5 separate regions of the Mus musculus genome follow, and regions 2, 3, 4 and 5 are each linked to region 1. The links are chromatin contacts, called in public ChIA-PET, Hi-C and HiChIP or PLAC-seq maps. All regions are on one chromosome and are shown on one strand. The core of a region is the stretch at or near the end of the contact, and the rest is flanking DNA. Distances in the headings are between cores, read along the strand shown.

Evidence for each region. HiChIP or PLAC-seq counts read pairs in DNA pulled down with a chosen protein or histone mark. A called contact is a pair of places that touch in the nucleus more often than the background predicts. ChIA-PET counts read pairs in DNA pulled down with a chosen protein or histone mark.
Region 2: a contact with region 1 is called in a Hi-C map of bone marrow-derived macrophages, with 31 read pairs. The contact joins two enhancer-like sites. A contact is called at or near these places in 2 of 484 Hi-C or Micro-C datasets (bone marrow-derived macrophages and granulocyte-monocyte progenitors), 1 of 115 datasets of contacts at active chromatin or transcription factors (CD8 T cells) and 1 of 9 other capture datasets (liver).
Region 3: a contact with region 1 is called in a BATF HiChIP or PLAC-seq map of CD8 T cells, with 20 read pairs. The contact joins two enhancer-like sites. A contact is called at or near these places in 1 of 15 datasets of contacts at CTCF or cohesin (the NIH/3T3 cell line), 3 of 484 Hi-C or Micro-C datasets (bone marrow-derived macrophages and nephron progenitors), 2 of 115 datasets of contacts at active chromatin or transcription factors (CD8 T cells and astrocytes) and 1 of 9 other capture datasets (adipose tissue).
Region 4: a contact with region 1 is called in a CTCF HiChIP or PLAC-seq map of CD8 T cells, with 8 read pairs. The contact joins two enhancer-like sites. A contact is called at or near these places in 2 of 15 datasets of contacts at CTCF or cohesin (CD8 T cells and the NIH/3T3 cell line), 5 of 484 Hi-C or Micro-C datasets (bone marrow-derived macrophages, embryonic fibroblasts, hematopoietic stem cells and 1 more), 7 of 115 datasets of contacts at active chromatin or transcription factors (CD8 T cells, Th17 cells, bone marrow-derived macrophages and 3 more) and 2 of 9 other capture datasets (adipose tissue and liver).
Region 5: a contact with region 1 is called in an RNA polymerase II ChIA-PET map of effector CD8 T cells, with 4 times the contacts expected there. The contact joins the promoter of Tnfsf8 here to the enhancer-like site in region 1. A contact is called at or near these places in 5 of 39 promoter capture datasets (cranial neural crest, embryonic stem cells, liver and 1 more), 3 of 484 Hi-C or Micro-C datasets (bone marrow-derived macrophages, embryonic fibroblasts and pre-pro-B cells), 7 of 115 datasets of contacts at active chromatin or transcription factors (CD8 T cells, T-cell acute lymphoblastic leukemia, Th17 cells and 3 more) and 4 of 9 other capture datasets (adipose tissue, liver, macrophages and 1 more).

The regions. Positions count from the first base shown.
Region 1 is chr4:63,666,506-63,670,305 of GRCm38.p6, forward strand. No RefSeq gene overlaps it. Among named protein-coding and RNA genes, the nearest start is that of Gm42294, 28 kb to the right of the region's middle. Within about 2 kb of position 1,981, at least 93 of the 459 cell types and tissues checked have an H3K27ac peak or open chromatin away from gene starts, as enhancers often do. A contact at or near this core is called in CD8 T cells, bone marrow-derived macrophages, effector CD8 T cells and 2 more, where this site is marked.
Region 2 is chr4:63,814,425-63,818,180 of GRCm38.p6, forward strand. No RefSeq gene overlaps it. Among named protein-coding and RNA genes, the nearest start is that of Tnfsf8, 45 kb to the right of the region's middle. Within about 2 kb of position 1,472, at least 21 of the 459 cell types and tissues checked have an H3K27ac peak or open chromatin away from gene starts, as enhancers often do. A contact at or near this core is called in bone marrow-derived macrophages and granulocyte-monocyte progenitors, where this site is marked.
Region 3 is chr4:63,897,916-63,901,640 of GRCm38.p6, forward strand. No RefSeq gene overlaps it. Among named protein-coding and RNA genes, the nearest start is that of Tnfsf8, 38 kb to the left of the region's middle. Within about 2 kb of position 1,331, at least 52 of the 459 cell types and tissues checked have an H3K27ac peak or open chromatin away from gene starts, as enhancers often do. A contact at or near this core is called in CD8 T cells and bone marrow-derived macrophages, where this site is marked.
Region 4 is chr4:63,838,441-63,842,103 of GRCm38.p6, forward strand. The region is part of intron 2 of Tnfsf8 (tumor necrosis factor (ligand) superfamily, member 8); the gene reads right to left. Among named protein-coding and RNA genes, the nearest start is that of Tnfsf8, 21 kb to the right of the region's middle. Within about 2 kb of position 2,216, at least 17 of the 459 cell types and tissues checked have an H3K27ac peak or open chromatin away from gene starts, as enhancers often do. A contact at or near this core is called in CD8 T cells, bone marrow-derived macrophages and regulatory T cells, where this site is marked.
Region 5 is chr4:63,859,816-63,863,256 of GRCm38.p6, forward strand. It overlaps Tnfsf8 (tumor necrosis factor (ligand) superfamily, member 8), which reads right to left and starts at 1,469. Exons shown (of 4, transcript NM_009403.3): 1 at 1,035-1,469. The coding sequence starts at 1,244.

The DNA of each region.
Region 1 (3,800 bases), core at 731-3,230:
GTTTATCCTGAAGCCCGTATGATGGGTTCAGAGATGGTCGGTGGTCTTTTGATGTCTCTACAGATGTTGCCTCTGTCTCATAAAACACCAGTCCTAATGAATTAGGACCCAGATCTACAACTTTATTTCAACATAATTACCTCTTTAAAGATTGTATCCTCAAATATAGTCTCGTTTATAGATACTAGGAGTTCTGGCTTCAATATTTGAATTTTGGCTGACCTAGTTTGTTAGGACAGGTGCGTGCCATTAAGGGATTATCCAAAAGAAATCTTGAGAGACTCCTTGATCCTCAGATATTTTCTACATTGCTGCATTCAAATTGCCAGCATTTTAGTTAATTTTTTAAAAACCCTGTGTCCACTTTTAGCTTTGTTTGCTGTTTTATTTCATGCTGCCTTCTCTATCATGGTTAAGTATCATGGTTATAATAGGTTCCTAGAATGAGATAATTTTTGTTCCTTGTTTGATTCTGCAAAACTGTGGTTGCCACCTAATTTTATGTGTGCCTTGGGGGCTTGGTGGAACTGAGCACTAACTAGTACCTCAAACAAAAGTACATTTAAGATGAGAGATGGAGCAGGAAGAGCTCATAAAGGCAGTTGATGAGCAAGACCGTGGTCTATCTTTTATTCCTGGGGTCCAGTTTCCAGCCCCTCAAAACACAAAGGAGCAAACAGAGCAAGCTGGACCAAGTTTGTGCACTGTTCAAAGAGAGTCTTCAGTAGCTTCTTACTACCTTCCAGAAATAGCCCACCCTTTACCACAGAGTTCCGGTTCTGATAACCATCAGTTTTCCATGTTTTTCTCCCCAACCCTGAAACAGTTCAAGTGTATTAGCATTTATCTCTCCTCTAGGATTTTGCTAGAAATGCTGCTCCACTTGTTCCTTGGCCAAGTCCTCCACCACCCCTAGTTCAGCCAGGCAGAAATTTCTCTTAACGCTTCTCAGAGCCTCCCTCTTCCTTTAGATTCAATGAAGCCACCTTCTCTTGGCATCTCCTGCCCTTCCACCCTAGGTCTCTTGATGGTAGGTGCTCTTCTGTGGCTGTGGTGTGGTTGAGTTGTGGGTGAGCTTCAGTGGGCCACACTGTGGAAACAGCCTACTTTTGATCAAACATACAAAGAAACGAGCCAGCCTCAGGATTGTGTCTCTAGCTCAACACTTCCCAAGTTCTTGTTTGGGAATGAAGTAGAGACAAATGGACATGATGTTCCTGATGTCTACAGGAGATGTCTTCCCTCACTCATGAGCTTGGTGAGTCACTAGGGTGTCCTTCAGAGAGGGGTTAAAGCCTCTATCACCACTGTTATTTGTCCTGCTTTCTTCTACCCATGAAGGTCTTTTGAAACATTCTTGTCTTGGTCTTGAGTTTCAGGGATATTGACCTCTTAGGGAGCCTGATATTATCCTATAGATCTTACAGACAGGGAGACTGAGACCTAGAGGGGCTAGATCTGTATCTACTTTCAGAGAAGGGGGAGGCAAGGAGAAAGCAGGAAAGCAGGAATCTTGCCTCCAGGTGGAGACTCCAGCTAGTCTTTTTTTTTTTTTTTTTTTTTTTTTTTGCAAGACTACATGCAACACCAGTTTTCATTTCTCCTATATTCTTTTCATCGTCTCTACTCCTCCATCCCACCCCTACCCTCTTTCTATGGACTGAATCTCTCCTCATTCTTGTATTGAAGCTCTAGCCTCCCAAATGTGGCTCTGATGGGAGACAAGGCCTTTAAAGAAGTAATCGGTAGCATGCTAGTGTTACAGGAAGACACACTTTTGAGTTGAGAGGCCAGTGGCAAGGTGGTCAGCGGCAATCCCCATCCCAGGATGCTGTATCAGGTATGGGAAAGTGCTTTTCAACAGCTGCACCATGCAGGTCAGTTGGTTCCCTCCCCTCAGGATGCACTGCTGAGCTATAGAGGTCTTGCTGAGTGTTCACACCCACACACCAGTTCCAAGAAAAGTAAAGCGATGGGGCTTTTGTGGTTTCGTGAGTCACACTGGCTACTCTTGCCAAGTATTCAAATCTTGTGGCTAGAGGAGCCGAGCCATGCTTTCTGACTATTCAACTGTTTGCTGACTGTGGCTTCAAGCTGTTACTTGCATGAAGTCTTCTCTGGTCCAGAAGAAAGGCAGGGGAGAGCTGAGAGGACCTGAAAAAGTGTTTCAAGATGATCCCAATACTGGGCAGTGGAGTGTCCAGGATGTGAATGGGGAAGTTGTGAGGAATAAGATATTCTAGTCTGGGAGAGAAGAAGACACCCGCTTCTGATTGGAGAAGATTAAGGAAGGGCTGGAGATGCCAGGTAGAGGTCAGGAGAAACTCAGTAAGCAGACGTGAGGTGAGAATTGTAAGGATTTAAGGATCAGGGGTGGGGGGCAGGAAAGAGAGGAGAAAGCAGAAAGAGAAAGAGAGGAGATACGAGACAAACCCTCAGAGGATGCCAGTGCTTGGGACTTCTGTGCTGCTTTGGGTTTTACTTCCAATGCCACTCAGGATGCCAGGGAGGAAGGAGGCAGAGGGTCTGAGAGAAGAGGCATTGTGATTAAGCAAAGAGCAAGTAGGAGAAGGTGATGTTCTTGCATGAGGGTTTAAACATTTACTGTCATTTATTTTTGACACATCCATGCTTGAAGGATAGATGTCCAAGACCCTGGCACCAGCATAGTCAAGAACTGGAAAGACCCAGAGTGATCTGCTCAGATGGCCAAATGGAGGCTCTGGTTTTATGACTTATACATCAAGTGTATGTGTGTGCATGCATACACTTCTGTGTGGGTGCCTGTTCATGAGTACCTGTGTGTGCAGAGGGCAAAGGACAATCTTGGGTTGCTTTTCTTCAATTAGAGTCCATTTTCTTCTTCTTCTTCTTCTTCTTCTTCTTCTTCTTCTTCTTCTTCTTCTTCTTCTTCTTCTTCTTCTTCTTCTTCTTCTTCTTCTTCTTCCTCTTCCTCTTCCTCTTCCTCTTCCTCTTCCTCTTCCTCTTCCTCTTCCTCTTCCTCTTCCTCTTCCTCTTCTTCTTCTTCTTCTTCTTCTTCTTCTTTGAGTTGTGATATTTTCACTGTCTTGGAATTTCTCAAATAGGCCAGTCTTGCAGGCTGGTGATTCCCTGGGATTCACATGTCTCTCCCTCTCCATTGTTGGGATTATGAACACACCCCAACACACCTGGCTTTTTCATATGGATTTTGGAAAATGAACTCAGGTCTTCACACTTGCAATCAAATTACTACTGAACAGTCTCCTGAGGCTTACTCCTGTTATAACATCACATGGTACTCACCTGTCACTACTGGGCCGCTTTTTCAAGCATATTATTCTCCAAGCAACGTTGATGCTCAAGTCAGCAGTATCTACTGCTGCACTGTGTGGCTCTCACTCTGAAGCCAACGGCTCCATATTATTATTATTATTATTATTATTATTATTATTATTGTTGTTGTTGTTGTTGTTTTTGTTGTTTTTTGGTCAGGGGGAGTTTATGGCTTTTGAACTCTGGATCTCCCTGTTTCAGAGGAACTGCTTGCTAGGCACTGATCTGGGGGCTTTGTCACCTGATGAAGGGTTTCCAACATGGGCAGCCATGATCTCCATCATCAGTGTTGCTTGGTACCACTTTCTGAGTGCCTGCTGTGTGTCAAGCATGGTGCCAGATATGTTCTGGAAGCTCTTGTCTGGAAGATGTCCTCCATCTCCAATCCATATGCTGGAGTTCTAACCTTGAAGATATCAGAGTATGACTGTTTGGATCCAAAATCTTTAAAGAGCTGATTAAGTGGAATGAAGTCTGAATCTAGC
Region 2 (3,756 bases), core at 222-2,721, 150 kb after region 1:
AAGAAAATAAAATTAGATATTCTGATGGTGAAGGTCAAACTTGACCCAAGTAACTCAATGACCCAAATCAGCAGGAAGTAATCTAGCAATAAACCACTCCCTCAACACACACACACACACACACACACACACACACACACACACACACACACACACACACCAGATTTCCAATTCCTGACTTTAGTCAGGGATCTCTTCTCCCTCCTCTACTCTTTTTTTCTCTTATTAAGGGGTTGAAAGGGTGGAAGAAAGGGAGTGAAGAAAGGTAGAATAAAGAATAATCCACAAAGTCACAAAAGACAAGCTACAGGAAACAGACATCTGTTCTATATCTTATTACCTAGAATAATGGCCTTGCAATTGACTCCACAACTTGCTTATAATCTTTTTCTGTTTGTGCTACTTTCAGAGACTGTAAGGTTTTCTCTAGTCTACTGGCAGTGCTGGGGGAATCTCCATATTTGTATAGTGAACATCAATGAATGTCACTCCATAACAAGTAGAAGAAGGTGAGTACTTTAGGATTCCACCAAGGATGCTCCACTCTCAGGTGGCTTTGTCTTGATGGCATCTGTTGTCAAGCATAACAGCACTTCTACAACAAGCAAGCACACCATTCTTTAGCATATGGGAAAAGCAGCCATCTTGGGTCAACCCACATGGGTCAGTGTTAGTTACCTATCTCATAATCCATCATAGGAACTATGTAACTCCTCCTCCTCAACTCAGCTTTAGTTTTGTAAATTGTTTGGGATCAGTTGTATATAAATAAAATTGTGCATAAATGAAAAAAGTGTTCATTCACTCCAGATAAGGCCCTGAGGACTAGATAAGTAATCCTGTCCAGTTCTGGCTTAGCAAACTGGTGAGTTCCTGGGGTTACTAACAGACTGGGGGCTGCGGAGTTATTTCTGGAGTATGGGTGATCCAAAGACAACTAAATCACTAAAAAAAAAAAAAAAATCCCATTGTTTGTAACGTGTGGTTGACTCATGGAAGCTGAATACCTAGAGCTATTTTCACAAATTTCAGGCAGCTCAGTGACTCCTCTCAGGAGCAATTGTTGCTATTTATATAATTGTGAAAGCGGTTATGGATCTTGTGAATTTCATTTGCTTCTCAAGCTTTGTGAGTTTTACTTCCTGAGTCTTGTGAAGTCCTCTTGTCCCTCCAGGAAGAAATATTTTAATTTGGAGGAATTAGCTATACAACTGACTTGCCCTTTAGGTGATTATAGACATTTTCAAGTTGACAATCAATATTAACCATCGCAGGATTATTATGAATGAAACTGTTACAAGCATGGCCCTATCTGTTCTTTTGTGTCCATGTGGCCTGATTTGTTTGTAAAATGAGCCTAGATGTGGAGTGGTTGGATCACAAGACAAGCACGGGTATTGCTTTGGTTGAACCCTGCTGGACAGTGCAACAGAATAACTGTATCACTTTCATTTCCTCTAGCAGTGAATAAGATTTTCAGTTGTTCCACATCCTCACCACCAAGTGTTGAGTGTTGGCAGTGGCTTGATTTCAGTCAGTTTGTGGGAGTATAGTTACATCACATTGTGGTTTTCATGCCCATTTCCTTGATGTCCTAGTAATACTAACAGGGAATTATTAACACCCCAGACACACAGCAATCTCTTTATTGAAGCCTTGTTCAAATCATTAGCTCAATAGGCATTTGAATGGATCCAAAATGTCCATTCGAAGATGATTTGTCTTTTCAATGGCCACTTGGGGATTTTCATATTGTGGATGTGAGACTTTGTTGTCTTACTATTTACATCCGGGAATATAATCTGATTCTAAATTTTTTTCCATTTTTTATTAGGTATTTAGCTCATTTACATTTCCAATGCTATACCAAAAGTCCCCCATATCCACCCACCCCCACTCCCCTGACCACCCACTCCCCCTTTTTGGCCCTGGTGTTCCCCTGTACTGGGGCATATAAAGTTTGCAAGTCCAATGGGCCTCTCTTTCCAGTGATGGCTGATGAGGCCATCTTTTGATATATATGCAGCTAGAGTCAAGAGCTCCGGGGTACTGGTTAGTTCATAATGTTGTTCCACCTATAGGGTTGCAGATCCCTTTAGCTCCTTGGCTACTTTCTCTAGCTCCTCCATTGGGAGCCCTATGATCCATCCATTAGCTGACTGTGAGCATCCACTTCTGTGTTTGCTAGGCCCCGGCATAGTCTCACAAGAGACAGCTACATCTGGGTCCTTTCAATAAAATCTTGCTAGTGTATGCAATGGTGTCAGCGTTTGGATGCTGATTATGGGGTGGATCCCTGGATATGGCAGTCTCTACATGGTCCATCCTTTCATCTCAGCTCCAAACTTTGTCTCTGTAACTCCTTCCATGGGTGTTTTGTTCCCAAATCTAAGGAGGGGCATAGTGTCCACACTTCAGTCTTCATTCTCCTTGAGTTTCATGTGTTTAGCAAATTATATCTTATATCTTGGGTATCCTAGGTTTGGGGCTAATATCCACTTATCAGTGAGTACATATTGTGTGAGTTTCTTTGTGAATGTGTTACCTCACTCAGGATGATGCCCTCCAGGTCCATCCATTTGGCTAGGAATTTCATAAATTCATTCTTTTTAATAGCTGAGTAGTACTCCATTGTGTAGATGTACCACATTTTCTGTATCCTAATTTTTAAGTATGAAATAAAGCACATGAACCAATGATAAGTTTATATATGTGTGTGTGTGTGTATACACAATTTTTCTCACATTTTTTACTAAGGAGAATGTTGATATCTTTTTGATGCTATTCAAATAATCCTAAGCATTTGAGTTCATTCCACTTACCCATTTTCTCTTCCCGTGTTAACACCATACTGCTTTAATTTTCTTTGCTTTGTAGTAAGTTGATTTCTGATGATAAGTCTCACAGTTTGCACATTTGCATCAAAGTCATTTTACTTATTTTAAGTTCTACGTATTTCTAAATAGATGTCACAGTGACAACAACTCCTTTTCTTCCACCTTTTTTTGTGGTGTTATGGATGAGATTCAGGGCTTCATAAATTTAGGTGAAAACTTTGTGTCAGAGCCACATCTTTAACTGAATTTGTCAATTTGTTTTGTTTTCTTCATTTTTGAGAGTCTCATATGTACACATAATGCCTGGTGATTATATTAACTTGCCTTGCCTGCTAACATAGTCTTTGATTTCCTGCTGTATCCTCCTTCTTTCTACTTAGTCCCCTCCCCAGTGGCTATGTTAGAGAAAAAAATGACACCCCACATTAGTTCCTCTTTTGTTGCTGTGACAAAGCACCATGACCAAGGAGCTTATGGGAGAAAGCATGTGATTTGTTTTATGATTCCAAGGGCTTAGATTCCATGATGCTGCAGCAAAGGCAGAGCAGCATGAAAAACTGAGAACTCACATTTTGATCTGCAAGGAGGTGGCAGAGAACATGTGGGGAAAGACTGAAAACCTCTAAGTACATCCCCAATGACACACCCCTCCAACAAAACCACACCTTATTCTTCCCAAAGTTTCCATCAATGGGGGACCAAGGTTTCAAACATAGGAGCCTATTGCTGGGTGGTGGTGTTTTCGTTCAGGCTACTACGGATCTCTTCCTCCACCAGCCATTAGTAATCATTATTTCCTAAGGAAGGGATGGACCTCATGAGTTTTGCCTCTGTTTTATAATCAGTTTCTCAATTTCTTTAAACACACACACACACACACACACACACACACACACACACATACACACACACACACACA
Region 3 (3,725 bases), core at 81-2,580, 230 kb after region 1:
CTTTAAATTAACTCTTCTTTATTGTCAACCATTTTCCATACATCGATTTATCCCATCTTCTATAATCTAATTAAACATGACCATTCACTTTCGCTTTAAGACATTTTTTCCCACAGGATTTAATGTCTCAGGTGAACAAGAAGGGAAGTGCTCATGTTTAAGCTGTCACATTTAACTAGAAGTTCATGTACATGAGTTGCCTTCCCTAAAATCTGTCTGCTTTTCCCTATAATAACCCTGTGTCCACCTGTTCACCCACGGTACCCTTCATACCAACTCAAGAAAGCATGCTATAACTTCATGTGGTGTGAATGGGAGAGTGGGTGGGGATTGAACCTAGGGCTTCATTCGTGTAGGCAGATGCCCTACAGTTAAGCCACAACTGTGTGTTTATTAAAGAAATGGTTTGACAGGAGATGGTCTGGGAGAAGATGGCTGAAGAGAAAGCTGAACTCAGATGATGAAGGGTACCAGGCTGAGCACAGTGAGTTCGCCTCTCTTAAAAGTTCACGCGTGTTGTCTCATCGTTGGTGTAGGTGACAGTGTAGTTTGTCTTGGCCAAAATGAGTCAGAAAGAACTTTTTTGTGTGTCTGTGGTATGGAGGCTGTTTTCGAGGAGTCTCATGTGGTGGGATACGATGGTATGAACTGGAGCGCAGAGCGTTGGCGGAGGAACAATTAAGATCACCTAAGGCAGGGTCCGGTATGGAGACTTAGAGAAGCTTCTCAGTCATTGCTGGTTCACCGGGCACAAACAGAGACGCTCACAAAAGACTTGGGGAGCACAGGGGATAAGTAGGGTTTTATTTTTCTATTTGGGGCAATAAGGCAACATCCAATTAAAAATGATTAGCAAACATGTAGTGGAAACTGGGTTTATGGGAAGGATTTTGAAGGAGAGAATGCCAGGAAGAGGTGTAGTTACTTTCTCAAGTTCATGTAGCTGTCAACTGGCAGACCCAGAATCCCAGAAGTCAGGTCTGCATAAGCCCCCATAGTCACTACAAGTATGTACAGACTGTAAAATTTTGTCAGCTTGAGACTCAGAGGTTTGAGGTTTGCTTTGGGGGAAACTCACTAAGGCAAGTGCCTACCCTAGAACGATGGTATAATTACCACAGAGAGCCAATAAGATGTGGGTGAAGACTATTGATGTGCTCATTCACCAGGATCTAGCCTGGGCCAGGTCGTCTTCCTGGCTGAGGCTGACGCCCTTCCTGCTTTCACTTGGATGGTTTCTCCAACAGCGCTGGCTACACTTTCGACAGTTACACTTTCTACCCTGCCCACCGCTATGGTTCAAGCCAGAGAAATCTGTGGCCCAGCAGAAATTCTCAGAACAAAACTGGGGCTCACATCCTGCCTGCTTTTCTCCTCATTCTTGCTCAACAGCTCAGCCTGAGAGAACCACAAAGAAGCAGAGTCTGCATTTTTCTAACGTGCCCTGGACAGGGAAGGGCTCTGCGCTCTGGGCTCAGGCTCTTTTCTGCATGCCCTCCATACTGTTTGGCATAACGTTGGGTTCGTGGCTTAGGCTAGGGGAGGAAGAGGAAGCAGACACCTTGGGAGTGGAGGCGTGGAGTGTGTAGGTTGTGAAACAGTATGTGAGAAGCCTCTAGAACCAGCAAAGAAAGTTTTGTTTCTGGAATTCATAATTCATGGTTTGCACACTCAACATTTCTGTTACTTGAAATTATGATAAAAATCTATGTCATCCTATGGGCTTGCACATGTGTTTTATATGAAAAAGAAATTGCAAGCCTGTTATGGTTTCCTCTTCTTAAGTGTGGTCTAATTTTGTGAAGAACAGTAGCGTGGCAGGACTGAATCATAGGAAATGTGGACATGCCTGTTCTATACCACGATTATAACACCCTGGCAAGGAGTCTTGAGCTCTCGCTGAGAAGAGGGTATTCGTTGATTCTGGGTACTGTTTTCTTTCCTTTCTCAATAGAGTCTCTTTAATTTCATCTGTCAGAAAAAAAAAGCATGAGTCCTATGTTTGAATCTCTCTTCTTTATTTCTTACTGGCTTGTAACTTGGTCTCTTCAAATCCTCATTGTCTCATTTTAAATGTGGATAAGAAGGTTATCTTCATACATGCACATGAACACACACACACACACACACACACACACAGACAGAAAGACAAAAAGAGAGACAAAGACAGGGATCGAGAAAGAGAGGAATGGGAAGGGGAGAGGAAGAGGTAGAAGGAGAGGGAGAAAGATTACACTTAGTAGCTGCTGATGTCATGTTTAATTTTGAACTGTTTTGATAGTTTTCCTTTTTTCCTACTGATAGTTACACACACACACACACACACACACACACACACACACACACACACACTCACACACACACCAGCAACAATTTACTGTACATTGAAAATTCAAGGGAGGAAACTGTAGGTGTTTATGTTTTGGATTTTATTTTTAAACATTACAAAAATGTTCCATTCACAGGATTTTGACATTAAGAATGAGGAAACATTATTTATATCTGAGTCAGTATGAAAACATTACACATATGATTTCAGTTCTATAGTATACACATTTAAAACAAAAGTATATTGGAGAGGTGATAGAGGGAGAAGGGCAGGAGATGATAGGAAGCACAAATATGGATGAGTTATTAAAAACTTGTCAATGCTGAGAGACAAGGGACTTAACATGCCACTATTTACACGTCAATGGCTTTAGTTTTACTTTATGAGTACTCAGGTCAAATTTATCCAAGTATCTTCTCCTTCCTTCCCTTCCTTTTCCCTTCCTCCTCCACCCATCCATTCATCTTCCCCTTCTTTCTTCCTTCCTTCCTTTCTTTCCTTCTTTCCTTCCTTCCTTCCTTCCTTCCTTCCTTCCTTCCTTTCTTCTTCCTTCCTTCCTTCCTTCCTTCCTTTCTTTCTTTCTTTCTTTCTTTCTTTCTTTCTTTCTTTCTTTCTTTCTTTCTTTCTTTCTTTCTTTCTTCCATCCCTTCCTACAACATATCCAGCCCACACATCTACTAACCCACTCACTCATTCCATTCTTTCACCCATCCATCCTTTCATCTATCCATGCTTCCAACCAATTCATTCACCTATAAACCTATGCATACTCCCCATTCACCCATCATCCATCCCTCTATGACCCAATTCATCCATTGATCCGTCCTTCATCCCACCTATTCATCAGTTTCTCTTCTGAGTTAATAAACTACTAAATACACCCTATCTATTTGGTCATATCCTAGGCACTAGTGATACAAGTACTCAAGCCAATGCAGGCTTTCAAGAGATCATGACTTACAGAAGATACAGTTAAGTAAACAAACAGAACAACAGTGGAAAATAATGAGTGGCTGACACAGATGTGGAATTGTAGACAGCTTAATAAAGGACATATCCCTGAAATGGGTCTCAGAGAAAAATGGAGTAGTTTGTTAGGAAATTAAAGTTTCTAGGTTTTGGAGAGATTAAGAATGTGTTATAAGCAGAGTAAGCAGAGTACATTCTGAACAACTGTTGTAGAGACATGGTGCTCTCTGAATAGGAAACCAGTTTATTTGAAACTGTTCCCTATGTTCGTGAAACCAGTATAATAGATAGTTAAGGTTCTGGTTGTTGGGGGCAGATATATGTGAGCTCAAGTTTGATTGACTAAGATGGACTTGGTCAAAATATTTAACCTCTATGGGCTCTACCTACTTTATACTTAACAGAAAGCTAGAAGTCAAGAGTCATG
Region 4 (3,663 bases), core at 966-3,465, 170 kb after region 1:
CCTAATGATGGCCAACTAGGCCATCTTCTGATACATATGCAGCTAGAGACACAAGATCTGGGGGTACTGACTAGTTCATATTTTTGTCCCACCTATAGGGTTGCAGACCCCTTCAGCTCTTGGATACTTTCTCTAGCTCCTATATTGGAGGCCTGTGTTCTATCCTATAGATGACTGTGAACATCCACTTCTATATTTGCCAGGCACTGGCAAGGTCTCACAGGAGACAGCTATATCAGGGTCCCTTCAGCAAAATCTTGCTGGCGTATGCAATAATGTCTGTGTTTGGTAGCTGATTATGGGATGGGGCCCCTGGGTGAGGCAGTCTCTGGATGGTCCTTCCTTTCGTCTTAGCTCCAAACTTTGTCTCTGCAACTCCTTCCATGAATATTTTATTCCCTATTCTAGGGAGGAATGAAGTATCCATGCGTTGGTCTTCCTCCTTGATAGGTTTCTAGGCTAATATCCACTAATCAGTGAGTGCATATCAAGTTACTTCTTTTGTGATTGGGTTACCTCACTCAGGATGATATCCTCCAGATACATCCATTTGCCCAAGAATTTCATAAATTCATTTTTTAATAGCTAAGTACTACTCCATTGTCTAAATGTACCACATTTTCTGTATCCATTCCTCTGTTGAGGGACATCTGGGTTCTTTCCAGCTTCTGGCTATTATAAATAAGGCTGCTATGAACATAGTGGAGCATGTGTCCTTCTTACCGGTTGGAACATCTTCTGGGTATATGTCAAGGGGAGGTATTGCTGGATCTACCAGTAGTACTATGTCCAGTTTTCTGAGGAACTGCCAGACTGATTTCCAGAGTGGTTGTACCAGCTTGCAATCCCACCAACAATGGAGGAGTGTTCCTCTTTCTCCACATCCTCACCAGCATCTGCTGTCACCTGAAATTTCGATCCTAGCCATTCTGACTGGTGTGAGGTAGAATCTCAGGGTTGTTTTGATTTGCATTTCCCTGATAATTAAGGATGCTGAACATTTTTAAAGTGCTTCACAGCCCTTTGGTATTCCTCAGTTGAGAATTCTTTGTTCAGCTCTGAGCCCCATTTTATAATGGGATTATTTGAATCTCTGGAGTTCAGCTTCTTGAGCTCTTTGTATATATTGGATATTAGTCCCCTATCAGATTTAGGATTGGTAAAAATTCTTTTCCAATCTGTTGGTGGCCTTTTTGTCTTATTGACAGTATCTTTTGCCCTACAGAAGCTTTGCAATTTTATGAGGTCCCATTTGTCGATTCTTGATCTTACAGCACAGACCATTGCTGTTCTGTTTAGGAATTTTTTCCCCTGAGCCCATATCTTTAAGGGTTTTCCCCACTTTCTCCTCTATAAATTTCAGTGTCTGTGGTTTTATGTGGAGTTCTTTGATCCACTTAGACTTGAGCTTTGTACAAGGAGATAAGAATGGATTAATTCTCATCCTTCTACATGATAACAACCAGTTGTGCCAGCACCAATTGTTGAAAATGCTGTCTTTTTTCCACTGGATGGTTTTAGCTCCCTTGTCAAAGATCAAGTGACCATAGGTGTGTGGGTTCATTTCTGGGTCTTCAATTCTATTCCATTGATCTACCTACCTGTCTGTCGCTGTACCAGTACCATGCAGGAAACACCAATTACTTTTCTTTGATTTCTCTTAACATCAAAGGACTCAATTACCCAATAAAAAGATATAGACTAACAAACTGGCTACACAAACAGGACCCAACATTTTGCTGCTTACAGGAAACCCACCTCGGGGATAAAGACAGACACTACCTCAGAGTAAAAGGCTGGAAAGCAATTTTCAAGCAAATGGTCTGAAGAAACAAGCTGGAGTAGCCATTCTAATATCAAATAAAATTGACTTCCAACTCAAAGTTATCTAAAAAGACAAGAAGGGGCACTTCATACTCATCAAAGGTAAAAATCTACCAAAAGTTCATCTACAAAATGAACTCTCAATTCTAAATATCTATGCTCCAAACGCAAGGGCAGCCACATTCATTAAAGAAACTTTAGTAAAGCTCAAAGCACACATTGCACCTCACACAATAATAGTGGGAGACTTCAACACCCGACTCACCAACGGACAGATCCTGGAAACAGAAACTAAACAGAGACACATGGGTACTACCAGTTACTTCCTTTATCTTATTGTCCAGATTCATTCGAGAAAGACCCTGGGGCCCCGAGAACAGCTAGAAGCTGAGTGAAGGGTTCCCTCTGCTGTCTGAGCAAGCTCACTACTAGAGGAACCCCCAGCAGAAGTAGGGGCAGTATTCATCTCTAGCTGTTCTGGACTCACACGGGGCTTCTGGCCCATCAAAGGCTGAAGGCCAGCTTCCACTCTCTAGATCTTAGCCCATAATTATCATCTAAGCAGTGTTCTTGTGAGGCTTGTTGCTGCCCTGCACATACTCGTGGATGTGTATAACCAGAAATTTGATCCCAAAGTGTAATAGTCTAAGGAAGTGTGACTGTTGTCCAATCTCATCTTTGGGACTGTAGAACATCAACCAAAAGAAACCAGAGAGATGCAAATCGGACTCTCTTTGCTGTGAATCACTTTCTAATTTATGTTCCCTACAGCTCTGATGGGCTTTTGACTCCTCCCAATCTCTCCAGTATCAGCCCATACCCTCCCTCATTTTATTCTGTGTCTTAATAGTAATAAATGTCATCACCACTACCACCATCATAACTAATGTTGACTATTTCTGTAATGTTTTACTGAGCATGCTACAGCCATGATTTCATTTTTACATTTTTTTACAAGCATCCCATAAGAGATTTAATTTTTACAATCATCCCATGAGAGATAGTTTACAGTTATCTCTGTTATTTACATTAGAAACTATAGGTTTTAAAAGTTTAACTGGAGGGTGGGCAAAGATGGAGCAGAGACTGAAGAAATGGCCAAACAATAACGGCCCAACTTGAGACCTATCCCTTGGGTAAACACTAATCTCTGACACTATTACGGATGCCATGTTGTGCTTGCAGACAGGAGTCTAGCATAACTGTCCTCTGAGATGCTCTACCCGGCAGCTGACTGAAACAGATGCAGATGCCGTATGAAGTATGAAGCAGAGGACTGCTTTGTATTGCCTCAGCAGGAGAGGATGTGCATAATTAATCCTGCAGGGACTTGATATTCCAGGGTGGGAGGGGATATATGGGTGAGGAGTGGGGGAGCATCCTCCTAGAGGAGAAGGGGAGGGGAAATGGGAAGAAGGACTCTGTGAGGGAGGAATGGGATGAGGGTGCAGCAGTTGGAATATAAATAAATAAATAGATGAATAAGAAAGGGTTAACTGGCTTGTTCTCAGCCACACATCTAGTTGCTAGTAGGGTGGAGATCAAAACTCAGTCAGTGTGACTCTAATGCCCAAACGGATTTCCCCCCACTCTACACAAGTTTGGAGACGTGCAGCTCCAGTACACAACTACATGGATATGCTTCCACCTGCATACCTCTGGTTCCTGTCAAGTGGAATGCCCTGCCTCTATCAAGCCAGTTGTCCTTTAAAACACATCCTGGCAGAGACTACTGTTTAGTCTCTCCTACTGATCAGCCAAGAAGATGCATTTGCTGAGTGGAGTCAACTAGACCATCTCTCTTATTTCCTTCTGTAGCTCTGGCTGGACCAGTGCTAA
Region 5 (3,441 bases), core at 219-2,718, 190 kb after region 1:
GTATTCATACAGTATCCAAATCACCATGCCTGGATCTCACCCCAAGCCTGTGAGTCATGTGAGCTGACCACGCAGTCCTTTCCAGACAGTGTGTAAGAGTTCTCTCTCAAGGATACTTTTCTAAGCTACGGTTTGACTTTCTCCCCCTACCCCCATTTCAAACAAACGAAATTTCCCAAGATGGTGTGGCCCTGCACATTATGTGTGCATCTCAGAGGGTACAGGTGACAAAAACACTGCTACTTTTCAACACCCTGAACTCTTCAAAGCCAGTGGCTTGTGAGGAAGCTTTCGATTTCTTTTGTGGGTTTTAACATTGAAATAGCAGAGCTCTGGGAAGACTTGGCCTCTCTCTCTCTCTCTCTCTCTCTCTCTCTCTCTCTCTCTCTCTCTCTCCCTCTCCCTCTCTCTCTCCCTCTCTCTCTCTCTCTCTCTCTCTCTCTCTCTCTCTCAAATATCACAGTCTTTAAAAAGTAGCTCCTCACTAAAAACAAGCAAGCAAGCAAGAAAACAACCACAACAAACAAACAAACAATAGCAACAACAGACTCTCGGCAAAAGAGAGGCCTCAGAAGTCCTGGGAGCACGGATTGAGGACATAACCTTAGAATTAGGATGAGCGCCTTACAGAGGTGATACCCACATGCGCACTCGCCATCAGGGCTCCCTATGCTTCCTCCCTCCATACTGTGAGGCTGTGACCCATCTGGGCTTCAATCTTAACTTCTCAAGGTCAGCAGCTCTTCTGTTGGCTCCAGTACATCTGGAAATTTTTGAGCTCATGTCCAGTTCTATTTCTTTTAAAAAATTCCCACTGAGTGCAGAAAGTTCATTTCTAGTTTTTCCCCTTTTCTCTGATATAATCTCTCTCTATATATGCATAGTTTTACTTATTTTCACTTTTTAAATTTTTTTTTTTTTTTTTTTTTTTTTTTGCTCCTAGTTAAACTATTCATTAGCTTCCCAGAGCTGTTCCTCTAGAGGACACACATTATAAATGAGGAAAGAAAAGCAGAAAAAAGATGTTTACTCACCTTTTTCTGGACTACCAGTACCAGAATGATCGCCACTGCCACAACAAGGCACACCAGTGCGGTGGTGCTGAGGTAGAAGTAGCTGCGACTTGTGCTTCTCCAGGGCCTCGTGCTTCTCCAGGGGCTGGCTACCGAGCCGGGCTGCACCTGCATGGCTGGGTCAGGGGAAGGAGCCCCACAGCTGCCTGCTTGTTGCAGCCCTGGCTCCATGCTTTATATAGTCTGTCCCACATCACACCTTATCTCTCCTCATCTGATTCGGTTCTGTACCCAGCTCTGTTCCAAGAAGGATTTTCCCCTGCATCCTGGATCATGTGACTTGGAAAAAAGCCTTCACCAGTTGCCGGATGGAGAAACTCTTCTCTGGGGGCGTGAGGCGAAGGGTGGCTGCAAGGGTGGGGGAGAGGTTCATTTTTCATCGCCTGGGATTAATCTGAGTGCAGAGAAATTGTAGCGAGATAGACGATGGTTGATGTCAGCGGGTGGTAGGAAGGAGACAGTTCCGCGTGAGTGTACACCAACCACTTCTGTTTCCTTTAGGCTCAGCCACAGAACGCCTTGCCGCGGGGACCCTGCACACTGCATGATCCATGCTGGTGGCCCAGGAAGCTTCCAGATTAGTCTCTTTGCTGGGTCCCTGGAGATGGCAGTCCTTTGTCAGCAGCACAATGACTGTTGGGGTTGTCCAACAATTACAGCATGCTCTAAACTGGAAACATACCCATTTCTGGGAAAGAAGAGCCCACTGTTTGGGCATTTACCTACCTGGAGACAAGGTTGTGGCAGTAGGATATTTGAGGATAGTTTCAAAGACATGGTGAGAGAAGAGGAATTTGGAAATAATTTGCTGTTGAACCAAAGCTCCTCTATCTCTTGCAGGGTGCTCTCCAGGGCTGTTAAATTTGCCGATGAAACTGGCTTGCCCTAAAGTTCATACTAGGGGAAGAAATTAGTGAGGGGGTCAGGAAGGGGAGGCTCAGTGCTGTGGAACGAGTGTGTGAAGTGTCTGTGGGTTGTATGGGGGTGCAAATAGTGTTCCAGGTGTTTGTGATGAGTTTGTGGACAGAGGTTACTAGAATTGAACATTCTGGCTCAGGTACAGTCTTGGGAACTTGGCTTAGAGGCTGACTTCACACTCGTCACCAGCCTCAGAGGCAAGTAGTATTTCTTCTTCACAGCATAGAGAACTGAGACCCAGCATAAAAGCATTCTTAATCAAATCTACCAGTGTTAATCTAATGGTAAAACTTGGTGGTATATGCAAACCAGCCTGGCTCCAAAAGCCTGCCGGACCCTTTCCTTACAGGCTGAAAACCTCAGGTTGCATCTTAGCCTTTCCTCTTCTCAGCATTGCTCCTTGAATAAGTCAACGCAGCCCCTGCTTTCACCCCAGTCTGCTTTGCAGTCATGGGGAAGATCAAACAGGATGATGTAAGAGGGCTTCCTGAATGGGAATGGACTTGGCAGCTGTTGTTGAACAATTCCTGTTAAACAGCCCAAGTTGCCCTCTGGGCCATGTCTGGAATTTCATATAATAAATAGATTTCTGGGACACAGAGCTGGATCGTATCTGTTGCTATGAATGACCTTTCTTTCAGAATATTCTCTAAAAGCTTCAGAGCTGCCTCCAGATGTGGCCTTCTGAAACCTCACTTGCTATTTCCCTTGAGGTAGACAGCACCTTCTCTTTTGACTATACACTACCTCTGCAGGTCACAGGACATGTCAGAAGCCCCAAAGAAATGCCGGATCCAAAGCCCAGCTCAGATTATTTAGCTTTCTGGATCTGTGTAGATCTCTCTTTGAGCATTCTGCAAGGCAGCTTAGACTTAGGAGATGGTCTAGAGGCCCTTTTTGGTGAGTTTATAAAATGAAAAACCACAGAGGAGGGATAGGTAGTGAGGAATGAACTGGTGAGTATCTTCTTCGAGGGCAGTGTCTCCATCTGGTTGTCAAGGAAACTGAGCCTGGGGTTTGGAAGACAGATTTGTCCTTAGCCACTTGTCCTGCTGGTTTAGATAGGGCAAGGCAAGTTAGTGTTTTGGGGGGGTACACTTGTTTGATTTGGGGAGAAAGCCTTGTCCTTTGGTAGGTACGGACAGGGAGTGGGTGGCAATCTGCCCAGAGCTGCTGAGAACCGGCTGCTCCCTTGGCCCTCTCTGTTTAGCCCCTTTGATCGAAGTGGAAAACTTCTGATTGCTGAATGGAAGCTGTGGGTGTTGAAAAATAAAAAGGCTTCGTTTAAAGTTCAGGTCTTCCTGAAGGCCCATGGGGCTGAGGAGGCAGTGGAAAAAAATGTTTGTCTTATACTTACAGTTTTGCATATTGTACATTGTCCTAGGAGGGAGGGCTGACAAGGGGGAAAATCACCCTTTGTTCTTAGAACCTTCTGAACAGTTGAGATTTT